6 separate regions of the Mus musculus genome follow, and regions 1, 2, 3, 4 and 5 are each linked to region 6. The links are chromatin contacts, called in public HiChIP or PLAC-seq maps. All regions are on one chromosome and are shown on one strand. The core of a region is the stretch at or near the end of the contact, and the rest is flanking DNA. Distances in the headings are between cores, read along the strand shown.

Region 1 (2,700 bases), core at 157-2,656, 900 kb after region 6:
ATGACTAATATTTTTAAACTCATTCACCAGGCAAAATAAAGTCACACACTGATAAAGTACCACCATCCAAATCGCAGCATTTTTTGAAGATGGTAAGCATCGTAAGTATGGAATAACTAGAGTTCTCAACCGTCTTGAGAAGGCCCAACAGAACCTAATGCCAGAAATTTTTAAAAAATAATCAACCAGAAATAGTGGCAATATACTGCAAGGAGGTCGACGGCAGGAGTACGGGGACAGCCTGGGCTACATAGCAAAACTCTGACCCAGAAAGAAAACCAAACAAAAAAAAAACAGCAATTCCACTCCTCCGAGGTATATATCCCAACCTAGTAATTTGTTGGTTTGTGTTGGTTCACTTAAAAATCATTACCTGAAAACTTAAAATTGTGATCTTTCTACTCCAGATAGGCTTGAATAAATTTTCTAAGATTTCCTTGACACAAACTTCTCATAGAAGGTGAGCATTTTCTATCTTACAGGAAGCAAAGTTCTGGAACACTGAGAAATTATTACTAATAAAATTTAAAACACACACACCAAAAAAAAAAAAAAAAAAAAAAACACCGCGCAAAGATTAAAAACTACCAACAGACCATGTTTCTCTAACTTCAGGAAGCTCTGGAATTCATTCTCTCGGCGGAGAAAGGTTTATTATTCTCCAAAGAAAACCGCTTGTTGCTCTTCAAAATCCCCTCCAGCAGAAACGGGACTGCGAGGGAACCGGTCCAGAACTTTTGCTTCGCTCTTTGGTGAAAAGACCTAAGGTCGGAGTCACCAGCGCAGGCGCCACCACCGCAAGCCAACCCACCGGAAACCCGCGGTTAATCTCAGGCTAGCCCCGTTAGGCGATGGGCAACCGGGTGCACAGGAGCTCCGTGCGCCGTCGCTCTGCACACCTGGCTCGCCCATCACCTGCCGGCAGCCGCCGCAGGCCGAATGGAGACGCCAACTTTCCGAGCAGGGCGCGGCGGACCGCCGTGTCCTCGAGGACGGGCCCCGAGGCCGCCCGGGCCAGGCGAGAGCGGGGAACGCAGGCCCCGGCGGGCTCGCGCCGCAAACTCGGCGGCGGCCCGGGTGGGCGGCGCGGCCCTCGGCGGCGCCCGCGCCCTCCCTCGCCGCAGCCCGGCCTGGCGCGGCGCCCCTCACCTTGGAAACCTGGGGTGGACTCCGCCGTCAACATGAACTTCCCATGCAGCCGGCGGCCGTGCCGCCGCCGCCTCCAAGCGCCTCGGCCCGGCTCGGCCTCCGCGGCCGCGTTCCCCGCGTGACCCGGCGCACGCCTCCTGCTCAGGAACCCGGAGCTGCCCGCGACCCTCCACCGTACCGCCGACGACTCGGGAGAACCCCGCGCAGCCCCACGCCCGCCAGCTCCGCCCGGCTCTGGTCGGGCCGCTTCACGAAAGCCCAGGGCGCAGGCGCGGCGAGGGCCTTAAAGAGCCCCGGCCGGCCTCTACGGCATAATGGGTTCGAGCAGGTTAGGGCCCCGGCCGCGCTGGCGAAGCCGAAGCAGAAGCCGAAGGGATTGGACCGAGAGGAACGGAGGCGGGGAGATCCCTCTCGGTCCTCCGCCCCTCTTCCCAAGCGCCCAGCCCTCGGCCATGCAAACTGCTGACTTCCCAGTCTCTCGAGCCGCCCCTGGCCAGTCAGGGAAGCACAAGACACGCCCCCTCGGAGCCCCCCGGGCGAGCATCCGCGCAGGCCTGGGGCGCGCACAGCGACGCGCAGCTTTGCGAGGGCTGCCCGGAGTCTCACTCCCAAAAACATAATATTAATCAAATGGCACTCGCGGTGGTAAAACAGGTCTTCCACTAATCCTCTAGAATAAACCGTGGGTTTTTTCGGAGTCCGGCAGAGGGTGGGCAATTATCCAACACCAACCAAGAAATTCTTAGAAGGAAATTACTTAGTTTGGGACAAAAACAGCCTATTCATTTGGGTCCTGTCAAAGGAATTGCAGGCAACAAAAAAAAAAAATAATAAAGGCAATATAAATCATTTTTGTTATATACTTGAAAGTGACCAAAAGGATAGTAATTACCATCAAGCAGTCAGAAAAGCTCTAAAATTGTTTACTAATATGATACCACTGGCTTTTACATTTAGATTTGTAAGACCTGTCCAGAAAAAGTTCCACTATCACAAGCACTTCTAGAAAAGACTATTTTTCAACAAGATTAGGATAAGAAATGGGAAGTAAAACCATGTCCTCCACCCAGCTTTGAAATTTTCAAAATAGTCTGAGGCAATTTTTTTTTTTTTTGCATAACTTAGGTCGGGTTATTAATGGCAATGTAACAACTTCATTGTACCAGGCAGTCTTGGCGCATGCCTTTGATCCCTGCACTTGAGTGACAGAAGCAAGCAGATCTCAGAGTTCAGGGCCAACCTGGTCTACAGAGTTTCAGGAGAGCCAAGGCAACACCACCCTGACTCAAAAAACAAACAAAAAACTTCATCATAATTTAATGTATCTACCCCATAGCAAAAGAAAAAAAAGTATAATGTACCTTTCCAATTTATCTGCAAATTCTTTGCTTTTATCTGCTAAAGTTTCCTTGAATCTCTCTCATCTCCTTCATCAGCAACCACCTTAGTTAAAATTACCCTGACCTGCAGATAGTGTAAGGACACTGACCTAGCCTATTTTATCCACATCCCCTCCTACCCTTCTCCAAATCTCAAACCACAAGAAGAATT
Region 2 (2,700 bases), core at 9-2,508, 650 kb after region 6:
GCCATAGCATAGCATTCATTTCAGCTTGGTTTGTTTGAGAGTGACTCTCTTCCAGGCTTCATTATTTACCTTTAAGCAGGGAGAGACCTGGTGAATCTGGTCAGTTTCAGGGACTTCTGTTTTGAGCTGTTGATCATCTAGTTTGAGAAGTTCGCTACAGGATGGAATGTTTCTCTCAGAGGAAACTGCTACATTGCTACTACTGATCCTCCTGCCTCCATCGCCCACTACCTGGTTAATGTGGTGCTGGCAATGGAGTATGCTAGGGAAGCTGTGCCAACGGAACTACATCTCCAGCCCTGTATTTGCCTTTTCAGTGTTCATGGTGGTCAAACAATGTATACCCACATTGTTCAGGGCTAAGTTAATCAGTGCAGGGGCTGAAGAGGTGGTTCAGTGGTTAGGAGCACATTGCTGCTCTTGCAGAGGATCCTGGTTTACATCCTAATGACTACATGTAACTCCCAGCTGTCTGTAGATGTCTGACCTCCTCTTCTGACTTCTCCAGGCACACACTCAGGACACAGATATTTATGTAACCAAAACACCTTTTTAAAAAGCCAGGCGTGGTGACACCTTTCCTCCCAGCACTGGGCCTTTATGAGTTCAAGGCCTTCAAAACCAAAACGAACACAGTTTAACATCATGGCTGTCTCAGAAGTTAGGGTGACCAGATGAGAATTACAATATAGTCTCTGTCTGAAGAGCTGGTGGATCAGTTAAGAACCCAGCTTAAGCATGTGTAAAGTAAAACACGTAGATAACAGTTCTGACAATAAAGAAAACCTGACAACCATGTTGACTGGAGCTCACAGTGACTACAATTTAGGGAGCAGAGTGATTTTACCTTTGTCAAGGGAAGCGGTACTGTGTGCATGGAATTTGAACTTAGTTTTGAAAATGAGTAAATTTTAAGTAAAAAACAAAACCACCAAATCCAGATTTTTGTGCATGTATTTTACAGTACTTTGTCCCCTTTTTCGTTTGTTTCCTTAAGGAAGAAAAAAGAAATCTTCATCTGAAATACTCCTTTAATTATATTTGTTATGCAGTACAGCTGTAGTAAACTCAAGCAAGCTGGGTCAGTTGCCTTCAGTTTCTTCTCTCTGTGTTTTTGTTCCAGGCCTCCTGACTTTCAGCTGCTGAAGAAAGGACAAAGGTTCGTTCCAGTCAGTTTCACTGACCTGAGTGGGCCAGGTGGTGTGATCGCCTGGACTTCCTGTGCTTGTGTGCTACAAAGAAACGTGTGACACGTTCACCATTTTCCTTTGTGAGGGAAAGATGATTTGTTTGATCTGTCTGATTTATCGTGCAGCTGTCCCACTGGGGAAGTCTAATTGAAGCTGTTGAAATAGACACAAACATAGCCTCTCTCTCAGACACCACTCCTTTGTTGGTGAGGTCGTGCCAATTGTATTTGGAGAAAGGGTTTTATGGTCTTGTTTTATATGATTTTAAGATATTAATGTGTTGATCATTTGAAAGAATATCTTACATATCAATATGAAGCGCAGACTATAGATTTTTGGTTTTTGGTTTTGCCAGTCCCACCTCACAGCTCTTCATGGTGGTGTTTGCTCAGCTCCAGCCGTCTCTCAGGACAGGTCCTTTCACTCTCAGATCACATGTCCCTGGTTGCTAATCACTGCCTTAGTCACAGGGTATTGAGTACAAATAAGAGATCCTTGTTTATTGATGGACACCTTTCTGGCTTTAACCTAGTATAAAACGTCATTGCTTTAAACCTCAAGAGACAGAATGGGATATAAAGACTATGAAAGTTTCTTTCAGCTTTTCATTTATTTTTTTATATGTGTTGCCTGCATGTATGTCGATTTGCTATATGCTTGTCCAGCGGGCACAGGGAGGTCAGAAGATGGTGTTGAATCCCTGGAAGTGAAGTTAAGGGCAGTTGTGAACCACCTGGGTGCTGGGAATTGAATCCAGGTCCTCTGGGAGGGCAAGTGATCTTAACTGCGGAGCTGTCTTTCTAGCCTGTAATCTAGTTTCTTAAAGTTAAACTTTCTTTTCTTCTTATCCAAAAGTTACTTGCCTGATGATGTAGGTTAGAGTCTGGTTAAAAAAAATATATGTGATCCTGGAATTTTGGAAATTTTGATGAGTTTCTGTGTCCCACTAGGACTTGTTTTCAGCTCTTTGCTGTCTAGCTTGGCCTTCACTCCTTCCCACCATGTGCTTCTAGACTAGGCCTCAAACTCTGAGTGCTCATGGGTGCTTGTTTGTCTCAACATGAGCTGGAGGAACTTCTGCTTTGCCTTTGCTCCTTCAGAATTCTTAATGTGATTGAAACTGAATCTGAAAATCAAAATGTGCAACCATGGGACAGCTGTTATCTTATTGTTTGCATTCATGAGCGCTCAGATTTAAATATCTCTCATTGAACTATGTTGATGTGCCAACTTCATTTTTCGTTATGACTTTTGTATTTTTTCATTACATGAAAATTTCTGTATAATGGTCAGCCAGAACAAGAAAATATTAACTATTTTTTCAAGCAAAACTCAAAATTGTTGAGTAGGATAGAGTCTTTAGAGGGTTATGGTGTTTGCTATACTGCTTTAAGAATTGTAAAATGTTAGGAAAAGGCAAAGGAAAGCTGGAAAAGAATTCTGTCAAATGTGTATTAAATATGGAGAAATGAAAGCCTTCTGAAATGTCAGTGTGAGAGTATAAAATGTA
Region 3 (2,700 bases), core at 117-2,616, 760 kb after region 6:
CCAGTTCGTTTGACCTCGCCTGTTAGTTCCAGGCAAACGAATTAAGGGCCAGCCTGGAGCTAAGGGACTTAGAAGGAGGCAGAGGACACTTTGGGCAAGGTGTCCAGCACAAAAGCTGGATGCCTCCCCTGAACCCTGTTCCCTTAGGAGCCAGATCCCTAGGCCGACCCTCTGCATCCCTTGTGCGGGCTTCCCTCCGTGCTGCGACTCCAGAACTCTGCCACAAGACCTCGAATCAAGGCTTACCTGGAGACACGGAGGGAGAAGGGGGCCTCCAAAAGTCCTCGAACTCGGAGCAGGGGTCACAAACGCTGCCTTCGCAGCTGTTGGGGGACGCGGAGGCCCTGTCGGGAGCCTCGGTAAGCTGAGAGTCGGGGGACAAACGCTCTCGGGGCTCCATTTTCGACTCGCCTGCACTCACAGCGCCGCCCTCTGCGGAAAAGATTCAGGAGAGAAATAAACCTAAACCTGGCCGAACTGAAGTGGTTCCACCGTGGCGCCCGTGTCCTCCTCTGTCCACTCTGACCCAACCGGGAGCCCTCCCTCCCGAATTCAAGAGCCGACTGCGAGCGCCAGGGGCATCTCTGGCAAGCTCAGCAAATCTGAGCACCGGGAAACAAAAACAAAAACAAAAAAGCACCCGAGGGGCGTTAGGATAGCCTCCCCCGATTCCTAGGAAACGAGGTGGCTTGGAGCAGAGTCGGTGTCCTCGGCAGCTGCCCTACCCGGCCTCTGCGCGCTTCGCACCTGCTCTGCCCGGCGCAGGCACGGTCTCCAGGCGCAGGGAGTAGTCCGGCCCCGGAGAACGCGGCTGGTGATAGCTGTGCGCCTTCTTGCTCTTGACCAGGAATGAGCGCGGCATGGTGGTCAGCCGCTGGACGAATGTTTGGACCCTCGGATACTCTGAGTTCTGAGAGAAGGGGGAAAATTGGGTGGAAACGAGGGTCAGCACCGATGGCGGTTGTGGTAGGTTCCCAGGCCAAGGAAGAGTGTGGGCCAGGGAGGAGAGAGGGAAGCCGCGGGAGGAGGGGCCTGGACCCAGGCGCCACGCTCACCAGGTGGCACTCGGACAGGTGGCACGAATCCCGGCCTCCGCCGCCACTGCAACAGCTCAGTGGTAAAACCTGTCCCCAGGCTCTGGCTCTGGTCCCTTTGCTCTGCCCTGCCCACGCCTCAGCCCCTCCCCTTCCCTACCAAAGCTAGATCATCACTCTCCTGAGAGCAGTAGTCCACAACTGGTCCGTTATCCCAAGTCAACCCTGCAAGCCCACCTGCTCCCTTCTGGGTTGTGGCTCACGCCAGGGATGCGTGGCTTAGTTTAGCCAGTCAGGGGGCATCAGTGTTTGGGACCCGGAAGGGGCTTGGAGCCAAAACCTCCAGGAGCCCCGCGACGAACAGAAGCGAAAGAGGGGCGTACTAGGGACTGGTTTGCCTAGGGACTATGTGCTGCAGTGGCTGGAGCAGAAGTCAGGAAGCCAGAGGCACAGGAAAGTGAGGTGGGAGTGGCAAAGGACCAACACTTGTCCCAGGAGAAACGCCCACTGGAATAGTGGTGTGGCACCGGCCAGGACGGCGACCACTGAGAAACATTCCAGACCTGTAGGCCTTGCTTCAGAAACTAAGTCCCAGAAAGAATTATTTTCTGATCTGCTCACCAAAAATCTTGTCCTAGGGAAGTTGAGTTTAAACTGCGTGCTTACTGGCAAACACGCGGTGCCCAAATTTAATGAGTGCCAACGACTTCGCGGGCCAGCAAGATGAAACCGGAGCGCGCACGAGTGAGCAGTGGCCAGAAGGCCTGGCCAGGAGGCCAGGGTCCCTGAGCATGACCGAGAGCTGGCGTCGCTCTCTTTAACCCCCAATCAGTTCACCTAATCTCGGGTCGAAACCTGAGCCCTGCAGGAGGCGGGGCTGAGACTGCGTCCCAGCTCCTGGCCCGCTCCGGGGGCGACCCTAGGGAGGCCTAGGGTGAAACGAATCCGCCTGCCTCCAAGGTCCAAGGCAATAGAGGCTGAACGGCGGCGGCGGGCTCAAAGACTGGGGCACAGGCCGGCGCACGCCCCGGGTCTTTGGGCTTCGTGCAGTTCAGACTGAGGAACCCGAGCCTCTTCGCCACCCCCCCCCAGGAGCGCGTACAGAACACACCCTGTTGTACCCACTTAAAAGGAGCCCAAGGACTCCTGCTTCAGATTCCCAGTCATAATGTATAGTCACACGCCTTGGTCGGGTTTGGCTCCCAGAACCCAGGCTCCGGCGCTTTAATTTTCCCGCACTCCCTGTCTGTACAGCCAGACGCTCCAACCAGAGGACAATTCTTAAAGCAAGCATGAAGAGCAAGAAAACAGGGCAAGAGTTCTGGAGGCCTCGATGAGGTTCGGTCCTGCGATAGCCAAGAACGGGACCCGTGGGAAGCAGGGCTGTCTGGTCCCGCGCTGGGTCTGCGCGTCAGCACCACGCGGGACAGGGTAGACACAGAGGTGGCGTCCTCGCCCAGGCCACAAACCTACGCTTCGGAGGGCTTTGCTGGGTTCCGGGTAGGAGGGGTAAGGGGATGGCAAGGAGGCCCAGCGCGTGGGAAGGCAACCTCGTGCTGCAGCTGGCGTCCAGGGGGCGGGGCGGCACGCTCCTGGCACAGCGGCCCGCCAGGCTTCCCCTGGTCATCTGAGGCTGGAAATTCGGGAGCTGAAGGCAAGGCGCTCA
Region 4 (2,700 bases), core at 95-2,594, 530 kb after region 6:
TCAGTTAGGCCTGACTGGATCAAACTGTGGGAGTCTGGCCCCAGGCGGGTTACTGTGAGCATATTTAAACACGGTGCTATTAGGAAACAGTTTCCAGGCAACAGTCATTCCAATTCTAGGTGCACACTTACGGGTGTGGCTACTTAGACATTCCTAGTTTCTCCAATGTTCGTCTGTAAGCATGGTGACCTCATGCCCCCTACGTTTCTGACAAGGAATATAGTGAAGTCTGTCTGAGCGCCCATAAAATTAAGTGACAGTTAGTCACGATCTGTGGTACTCTTTGTACGATTGAAAACAAAAATATTGACTTTAACATTTTTCATTCCTCTAACTTGTATTATTTTATTTTAACAGCTGCATTATAAGCCATTTTGCAAGGTTTTGGTCGGAAAGAAGCTTTGCAAATGTTCCTCCTGAGATTCAGAAAACCTGTCTCAGTATGCAGATTCAGTCCCTAGTGAGTATAGTCTGAGTGCTGTGCTTATGTGTGCATCAGAAAGTTTACCCAGTCTGCAGGACTCACAGTGAGTGGATGCAGAAATCGAATTTAATGTTTCGGCAAAAGCAAGACGGCACTCACAAAAACTCAGGACCAAACTGGAGATCCCCACCCTAAGATCTTGTTCTTCTGAAGCCACTCTCAGTGCTTACCTCACTAGTCTGGGGTTCAGTCAGACAGGCTGCCCTGCTCTGAGGTAGACGTTCATGAACATAAGGGCTCCAGAAATGGAGATGGTGCGTCGGTTCAGCAGTCCAGGGAAGCAGATCACCAGGGGGTTCAGAATGCCGTGTGGAGTGTCTCCACAGCACCGTTCCCAGGGGCTCAGCTATCCACCTGGTGGCAGGCAGGTTTACCTACGTTAGGTCACGTCCCTCATAGAAGAGATACGTTTGTATTTATTAGGATAGGTATTCACTCTGGACATGGATTTGCCTCCCTGTTTCTGCTAAAACTGTCATCTATGACTGTATACTCTGTCATCTTGGTGTTCTACACAGCACAACAATGACTAAGAAATTCACTCACAGAAATTTTAAAACCTGCAACAGGCTCATGCTTGTGTAACTCGCTGAGTCCATGAATTCCCCTATTGTCCTGAAACTACTAGTCTGATGGAACAGACCAGGACCTGTAGAAGATGAAGGACAGTGCCTGCCTGGTGGCAGTGCCCTCCCAGGCTGAGGCACTGTCTTCTAAGATGCAGTGTGTACCTAAATCAGCCTTGGATTTAAGGTGCTGTTTTTCTTGTAGTTGAAATTTCTATATCCAGAAATCAAGATGAGTCACTGGGGATGAGCAATGAGAATTGCTCCTGGTGACCCATTAGCAAAATTTTGCCTCCCTTTCAGGGCAACTTTGGGATCTGCTGATGTAGCGATCTTAGCACCAGAGAGAATGCATCCATCTGGGAGTAGACACAGCAAGGATTCCATTGACCTGGCAGCTGAGACAGCCTTGTTCTGGCTGGTTTGTACATCCACACATAAAGCAGAAGTGATAGGTTGAGCTTGACTGTTAAGGGGAGTCTGCATAGCAACTCTCCATTGTGTATGAGGAAAACCACATCTGGACATATTGCAATGTTACAACACACATGCAGCCTTAACACCCCTCTCCATGAGTGTTTGTCTGATGAGTAGTCAGATGTCTTAATTTTCACCTATGACCGTGTTGCCTTACCATCCAGGACAAGCTGGTACCAGTTTACTTTGTGCCTCCATATTTGTTAAGAGACCCTGAGAACTAAGTCTGTTTGAAGGGTAATGGGGATCACACAGTGTGAGAAACATGGAACTTGACATTTGCTTTCTCTTCCAAGAAAAGAGGTAGCATGTTGTATAGTGGTATGTGTCATTTTAAGAAGCAGCAGGACTTACTCTTCCCACTAGGGAACAAAGCACAGTCCACAGAGTTACATTCAGGTGCCAAGCTGACAGGGGTGGGACGTTGATCATACAGCATTGTAACATGTTTGTTCCCTGGCTTTGATAACGGTTACTTCTTAAATTTCCTTCTATGTCTATTTCCAGTTAGAATCACCACACAATCCAGGTCATGACCAAAACCAGCTTAGGGGGGGAACCCTTCCATACATCACTCCATCACAGTCAGGGCAGGAACCCAAGACAGGAGCTGATGCAGAGAGGTGTCATGGAGGAGAACTGCTTACTGGCTTGCTCCCTGTGGCCTGTTCAGCCTGCCTTCTTACAGCAGCAGGAAGAACTTCCAACCCAAAGGTGGCATTTCTCATACAAGTTGAGCTGGGCCCTCCCACACAGTTACCAATCAAGAAAGTATACCATAGGCATATCTGATCTGGGAATTTTCTCAATTAAGTTTTCCTTTTCCTTCTGTATTCTCTTGTGGCCTTCAAGCCATATCATCACTTATAAAGGCTGCTTAAGCCTCTCTGTCTGTCTGTCTGTCTGTCTGTCTTTCCCTCTCTATCTTCCTTCCCCCACTTTGTCTCTCTCCCTCTCCCCCTCCCTCTGTTCTTCCCTCTCTCACTTCCTTTTCCCCCTCTTCTCTCTCTCTCTTCTCTCTCTCTCTCTCTTCTCTCTCTCCTCTCTCTCTCTCTCTCTTCCCCCCTCCCCCCGCTTCTCTTTTTGTCTCATACACTCCTAATCAGCCCCGTCTCTCTGACTAAGCATGGGTAGTAACGTGAGACCATGTTACACAGAGGGTGAATGCAGGGG
Region 5 (2,700 bases), core at 108-2,607, 630 kb after region 6:
CCCCTACCAACACACATAAACAGACATGTACATGATTTAATATGCTTTTAAATACAATTTACTAACGTTTACCTTCATACATATGCATGTGCCTGATGCCCATTGTGGGCCAGAACAGGGCCTGGGTTTTGAGAAATGAACCCAGGTCCTCCGCAAGAACAAGTGCTCTTAACCACTGAACCATCTCTCTAGCCCCTTATGCCCCTTGTGAGCGAGGGTCTCTCTCTCTCTCTCCATAGCCCAAGCTGTCCTGGAAATTTACCATGTAAACCAGGCCAGCCTCAAAATCAGAGACCCCTCTGCCTTTGCCTCCCAAAAGTACTAGGATTGAAAGTCACCACCACCATCATCATTATCATCTAATCTACTTTCCTGATTTTTTGATATTTACAAGTCAAAAAAGAAGAAGCAGAATTTAGTTAAGATAAATAACATGAGTGACCACAAAGTAAAGATACTCTATGCCCTTCCCATATATTTAAAGGTGTTTTCGGAGAAGTACTTACACATCTTTTTATTATGCTCTGAAGTTCCTCCACAGCCATTCCTAATTATTTTCCTAATTTTGATGCTGTAATGAACTAATACAAAAAAACCCAGTTAATTGTGTGATACCATGTAAATTATGTTTCATAAACCGTTTCATTCTGAATTATTAGACAACAAACACAATGTAAAGTTTTATAGGTTAACTGCTATTACTGAACGTTACTGTGTTAGCCTAATGAAGCATTTTTAAAAGCCCCTGATATAATGCCTAAAGAAAGTAATTTTTAAAGAATGACGAGTAAAAAAATAAAAAGAGCCCTAGAAAGAACTACTAGAAAAGCCTTTGTTTAAAAGGAAAACAAAAATCCAAATTGTGGACCTGGAATGAAAAATCTAATCATTAAGTAATTTTTTTAAATGTCCCATTGACAAAAACTGGAATCCAACATAATTAAGTCACCCAAAGAAGTTGAAGATTCCGATGCCGCCCACCCCATTCTCCACAGGATCTCCCTCCTCACATAAACAATCGTCAGTGAGATCACCGAGTATCACGAAAAGGAGGCCAGCAGCGAAGGTCCTTGCCCCGCAGGCGCGAACAGGAAAATCACACCCTACCGCGCCTGGCTGAGGCGAAGGGAGGCCATTTCTCCCTGCTCCTGCAGGGCAGGGTGTCCAGGCTCCAGCACCTCCAGAGGCCGAGCAGGAGAGCCGCGTGCGGCGCAGGTCCTGTTCGGCGAGCCCGATCCGCCCGACCCAGCATGTCTACCTACCCGCCGATCCACGCGCCTGCCTCTTGCCCTCCTCCTCCTTCTCCACTTCAGGTAGCGCAGGCCGCACTCCTGGCCCCGCCCCCGGACCGGACCCTCCCCCTCCGCCGCTCGCCCCGCCCCGCCCTGGGCCCGCCCCCTCCGCCGCTCGCCCCGCCCTCCCTGGGCCCGCCCCCAGCCCGGTTCCGGGCGAAGCGTGAGGAGGTAGATGTGCTGTCCCGACCCCCTCTTCTGACCGCATTTCCCCATGGCTGACTCTGCCGTACCTTGCTCTCTAGGCCCAAGTACCCGGGCTTCCAGCACCCACCGAGATGCTACCGGTACGAACAAGAGCCACCGTCCCAGGCTGGGACCCTGAGACCTTGGTTTGAGTACCACGCACGCGCGGGCCTCTTTCTGAGGCTGCGCCGGGGAGAGCGAGAACTCCGGGTGGATGAGGCCCAGAGCTTCCCAACGCAGGCTGTCCTAGTGCCTTCGGGGGAGGAATCCCACACTCTTACACAGGGGTTTTAGGATCTACCCGTACGTGGGAACAAGTGGCCAAGGCAGGTGGTGGTCAGTTGCCTTGAACCTTGGATTGCTTTGATATCTGGTCTCTGAGGTCTCAGACTCCTCTCTTTAGGCAAGGGAACAAACATTTGGGAGACTGAGCAATGTTTATTCTAAAGGAACCCAGTTTAGAGAGTGTTTTAAAAGCACTTGATTAAAGCGCATCCGATGAGAAAGAGTCCTCGAAGAGACTGCCGTCATGAAAATGTAAAATGTAATTAATTTACAGAAACAATTGAATTTGCTTCCTGTTTAGCCCCCCCTTTTGTTTTTGTTTTTCTGGGGGGGGGGTTGTTTTTCTTTTTTTGTACACATCGAAGTTGGAAATGAGATGTGTGAGAGAAAAGGAAATGGTGCCTACAGTGTGATATTTGGGGACTACTCTGCTACATCAAATGCATTGGCACTTGACTTTTCTCTCTTCAATTGTAGGTACTAAACAGACCCGAGCCCTGAAACGAGGAGATGCATCTAAAAGGTAGAACCACGTGGGCATCTGCATTTCACTTTGCTTTTATCTCATTAATTCAATCTGATTTGGTTTTTTTTTTCTTTTCTTTTTTTTTTTCTTTTCTTTTTTTTTTTTTTTTTTTTCTTTTTTCTTTTTGGTTTTGGTTTTTTTGTTTTGATGTTCTGTTTTCTGATCTTGCAATCTGGGAATTGAACTTAAAGACTTTGTACATTCTAATGAAGCTCTTTGTCTAATTTACCGAGCTATACTCCAGCCCAAATAGTTTAAAAGCATAGTGCATACCTTTCTTGAGAAAATACTGAAGACTCAGGAAGCACTGTCGATTCTCACGTAAGACTGCTCTGTCCTTCAGCTGTAGGAAAACCAATGTGGAGGCTTAGGCTGTTGGAAACTATCATGAACACCTGTAGAAAGTTCTGG
Region 6 (2,700 bases), core at 201-2,700:
TTGCTCTTTGCCTGCTCCCCTTGCTCTCACTGGCAAGTCCATTTACCCTGATGCTGAGCTGTCATTGGTGTTGGAACCACTCCTTTGGAAGCAAACTGAAGGTCAGAAGCTCTCTAGGAATTCCCTGGGACACCAGCAGCAGATTGGAACTACTGAGACATCCAGCAAAGATACCAGATTCTTTGCCTTTCCATTGTTGGACAACCTGGACCACAGCATGCATGCCACTCTGATAAATAGCACATACACATATATACACATTCACATAAATACATACATTCACACATCTGCATACTCATTCTGTCAATTCTGTTCCTTAAAGAACCCTGACTAATAAAATCAGCATAGAGTTTTGTCATATTTTCTCCATCTGTGCCTTGTGGAAGATTATGAGGTAAATGTATTTTTCATGGGCAAAAGGTAAATTGGGGCTTTCTTGTAAAAAAAAGAACTATCAGAAAACACTACTTATAATTCTTCACTATTAATGCTAAAGTAAAAAAAATATTTGTGGTCTTTCACTGTGTTAACTAATCTAATGAATGGTAATAATACTAACTCCTTAGAAATTCTTTTACTATGTATGTATTTACACACATACACACACCTGTATACCATGTAAACAGATTGTAGCATGAAAATCACAGTTATGATATTCCAGGAGCTAGTAAAAATTATTGATTGAATAAACATGCCTATAGCTGGACACTCTCTCTGGTCTGGGCTAGGCTGCTCTAGTGGAGGTGGACTGTCGTCTAAGAATGTCAGAGCTGGGGTTGTCAAGTTCTGGCTATGGCATGACTCTCGATAGTGGGGTTACCTGAACAAGAGGGGCCAAAATTCCAGCATTGATGGGGTAGGGAATTTCCTGGCCCAGTCCCTTACTGAGGCCCTGGCAGAGCGTAGTTGCCAGGCCAGGAGGGATCATTCTTTTTGGAGATGCAACCGGTGTTAAGAGTCCGATGCATAATCCAGTGGATCACTCCACACCCACGCAATATAGACTTAGTGGGTTACTAAAAGACGCGAAATTGGGATAGCTTTTTGACTGCCTTATTCACCACCGTTATTCGCTCAGTCCCTAAAAACTGGTTTATATCACAACTAAATAAATGATCAACATACATTGCAGCTGGTCTCTACTATAAGATCCTCAAGAACCAGTGGTTAAACTTTTTGTTTTTCGTTGAGAAAAGTAAAACCGGACTCAACCAAGTGCCTTTTACCCGAGAAGTGTCCAGCGTGTTGAGACCACAGTGTGAGGCCGAGAGAGAACGCTAAGGACCGGGCGACGGGACGAGGAATCCCGGGCGCCTTTTTAGTCCTGGGGCTCGCTAACTCAGCAAAGGACCACCGAGCCCTCTCTGCTGCACTCTTCCTTTCCGACCGCCCCGCCTTGAAAAACCACGCCTCTTGCGCAGGCGCCGAGGGCTTCGGAATGCGCATGAGCAATTCAAAGCAGCGCGGGAAGAATCGCGCATGCGCGCCTGGCGGCCCGGCTCAGTGGGACGCTCCTGAGGGAAGCGACCGCGGACGTCCTAACTTCTGTGAACCGTGAGTTTCTGACAGTTTTCCCCCCTGCCGTGGACGGTGAGGGACCGGGGACGAGTTCTTGATCGTGACTTAGGTCGTGTCGCCCTGCGGGCATCCCGCGGCGGGAAGAGGTGCGCCTGCGCACTGAGCTTCCCGTTGGCACTGGCGGACAGTCCGCCCTACGCACTCGCCCAGGGCGGCCCATTCATTCATTTATCCTTCTGTTGGCACCCTGCTGCCCTCGGTCGGCTCCAGTCGAGTGGAGTGTCACGCCCTGGCGAGCGACTTCCTCCCGGGCAAACCGCAGTCCTTCCCCGCAGCCTCCCGGGGATCCCTAGCCGGCTGCAGCCCGCTCCACCTGTCCCCCGCGGGAGTGCTCGCCGCAGGCCAGTGGCAGCGACGCCGCTCCGGCTGGGATTTGGACATATGGTGCGGGTTTTAGTGCTACCTCCTGAAGGGCAGGTGGTTTGGTGCGTGCCTGCTTGGGTGAGCTACTTCGCCCTTCTCACCGTGTTGTGATTTTCACAGCTGCTGCTCTCGCCTGTGCACATGACCCCGTAGCCCGCTCTTTGCATCCCAGTCGTGCGTAGTGGAAGCCTCTTTGGGGACTCAGATGGAGGAGCCAATGGCGTTTTCTTCCCTTCGTGGCAGTGACAGGTGTCCGGCTGATGACTCTTTAAAAAAATATGAGCAGAGTGTTAAACTTTCAGGTATGTGCTCAATGCCACGGTCACACGGTTCTGAAGTCGCACGGGCAGCCAGTCTGCATCTTCTAATTCGAGGAAAGGGGAAAAAAGAAATGTAATTAAATTACACTCCCAGAAATAAACAGAAAAACCACACACACACCTGACTAGTAAACTGAGTTGTATGTTTAAATTTCACATGTCAACATAATATCATGAAGTCTAGATTTAGGATTGGATCGCGTTTTAAGAGGTGTGGAATCCAGTTTTCATTTTAGAGGACGTCGGTTGGGTCCAAATATTAGTGGCTTTTTAGGAAAGCATGTTTGTTGACACCTGACTTTTTTCTTCCACACCCACTGTAGCCTTACTGTGTAAAGTTTGGTTTTAGGAATTGGTGGGGAAGGGATTAAGGATTCATAAACAAAATTCACAGGCAGAAACAAGTGGAATGTTTGTAACGGATACTTTTTTCTTCGTA

The links. HiChIP or PLAC-seq counts read pairs in DNA pulled down with a chosen protein or histone mark.
Region 1: an H3K27ac HiChIP or PLAC-seq map of extraembryonic endoderm stem cells shows a contact between it and region 6, with 4 times the contacts expected there. The contact joins the promoter of Evi5 here to the promoter of Cdc7 in region 6. A contact is called at or near these places in 2 of 39 promoter capture datasets (the C10 cell line and pre-B cells), 3 of 115 datasets of contacts at active chromatin or transcription factors (T-cell acute lymphoblastic leukemia, extraembryonic endoderm stem cells and large pre-B cells) and 1 of 9 other capture datasets (embryonic stem cells).
Region 2: a contact with region 6 is called in an H3K27ac HiChIP or PLAC-seq map of T-cell acute lymphoblastic leukemia, with 8 times the contacts expected there. The contact joins the enhancer-like site here to the promoter of Cdc7 in region 6. A contact is called at or near these places in 15 of 39 promoter capture datasets (the 3T3-L1 cell line, 3T3-L1-derived adipocytes, the C10 cell line and 8 more), 1 of 15 datasets of contacts at CTCF or cohesin (the NIH/3T3 cell line), 3 of 484 Hi-C or Micro-C datasets (adipose-derived mesenchymal stem cells, cortical neurons and muscle stem cells) and 10 of 115 datasets of contacts at active chromatin or transcription factors (the NIH/3T3 cell line, T-cell acute lymphoblastic leukemia, bone marrow-derived macrophages and 6 more).
Region 3: an H3K27ac HiChIP or PLAC-seq map of double positive thymocytes shows a contact between it and region 6, with 7 times the contacts expected there. The contact joins the promoter of Gfi1 here to the promoter of Cdc7 in region 6. A contact is called at or near these places in 2 of 39 promoter capture datasets (embryonic stem cells and pre-B cells), 4 of 115 datasets of contacts at active chromatin or transcription factors (double positive thymocytes, embryonic stem cells, large pre-B cells and 1 more) and 1 of 9 other capture datasets (embryonic stem cells).
Region 4: an H3K27ac HiChIP or PLAC-seq map of the NIH/3T3 cell line shows a contact between it and region 6, with 6 times the contacts expected there. The contact joins the enhancer-like site here to the promoter of Cdc7 in region 6. A contact is called at or near these places in 10 of 39 promoter capture datasets (the 3T3-L1 cell line, 3T3-L1-derived adipocytes, the C10 cell line and 5 more), 1 of 15 datasets of contacts at CTCF or cohesin (large pre-B cells), 2 of 484 Hi-C or Micro-C datasets (CD4 T cells and cerebellar granule neurons), 14 of 115 datasets of contacts at active chromatin or transcription factors (the NIH/3T3 cell line, acute myeloid leukemia, bone marrow-derived macrophages and 7 more) and 1 of 9 other capture datasets (embryonic stem cells).
Region 5: a contact with region 6 is called in an H3K27ac HiChIP or PLAC-seq map of embryonic stem cells, with 3 times the contacts expected there. The contact joins the promoter of Glmn here to the promoter of Cdc7 in region 6. A contact is called at or near these places in 13 of 39 promoter capture datasets (the 3T3-L1 cell line, 3T3-L1-derived adipocytes, the C10 cell line and 6 more), 5 of 484 Hi-C or Micro-C datasets (adipose-derived mesenchymal stem cells, cortical neurons, embryonic stem cells and 1 more), 13 of 115 datasets of contacts at active chromatin or transcription factors (the 230-238 cell line, the NIH/3T3 cell line, the SCID.adh cell line and 8 more) and 2 of 9 other capture datasets (adipose tissue and embryonic stem cells).

What each region holds. Positions count from the first base shown.
Region 1 is chr5:107,867,642-107,870,341 of GRCm38.p6, forward strand. Evi5 (ecotropic viral integration site 5) reads right to left here and starts at 1,407. Exons shown (of 20, transcript NM_001378824.1): 1 at 1,150-1,407.
Region 2 is chr5:107,617,018-107,619,717 of GRCm38.p6, forward strand. It overlaps Rpap2 (RNA polymerase II associated protein 2), which reads left to right. Exons shown (of 13, transcript NM_144911.3): 7 at 1,124-1,159. Among named protein-coding and RNA genes, the nearest start is that of A930041C12Rik, 15 kb to the right of the region's middle. Within about 2 kb of position 1,259, at least 7 of the 459 cell types and tissues checked have an H3K27ac peak or open chromatin away from gene starts, as enhancers often do. A contact at or near this core is called in T-cell acute lymphoblastic leukemia, where this site is marked.
Region 3 is chr5:107,722,977-107,725,676 of GRCm38.p6, forward strand. It overlaps Gfi1 (growth factor independent 1 transcription repressor), which reads right to left and starts at 1,367. Exons shown (of 6, transcript NM_010278.2): 1 at 748-1,367; 2 at 247-432. The coding sequence starts at 862. RefSeq lists a promoter at 998-1,386.
Region 4 is chr5:107,491,122-107,493,821 of GRCm38.p6, forward strand. It overlaps Btbd8 (BTB (POZ) domain containing 8), which reads left to right. Exons shown (of 18, transcript NM_001378266.2): 9 at 358-460. Among named protein-coding and RNA genes, the nearest start is that of Gm33885, 21 kb to the left of the region's middle. Within about 2 kb of position 1,345, at least 11 of the 459 cell types and tissues checked have an H3K27ac peak or open chromatin away from gene starts, as enhancers often do. A contact at or near this core is called in the NIH/3T3 cell line, where this site is marked.
Region 5 is chr5:107,596,282-107,598,981 of GRCm38.p6, forward strand. Glmn (glomulin, FKBP associated protein) reads right to left here and starts at 1,358. Exons shown (of 19, transcript NM_133248.2): 1 at 1,263-1,358; 2 at 507-581. The coding sequence starts at 545. It overlaps Rpap2 (RNA polymerase II associated protein 2), which reads left to right and starts at 1,415. Exons shown (of 13, transcript NM_144911.3): 1 at 1,415-1,579; 2 at 2,241-2,286. The coding sequence starts at 1,507.
Region 6 is chr5:106,962,872-106,965,571 of GRCm38.p6, forward strand. Cdc7 (cell division cycle 7 (S. cerevisiae)) reads left to right here and starts at 1,451. Exons shown (of 12, transcript NM_009863.3): 1 at 1,451-1,554; 2 at 2,062-2,243. The coding sequence starts at 2,147.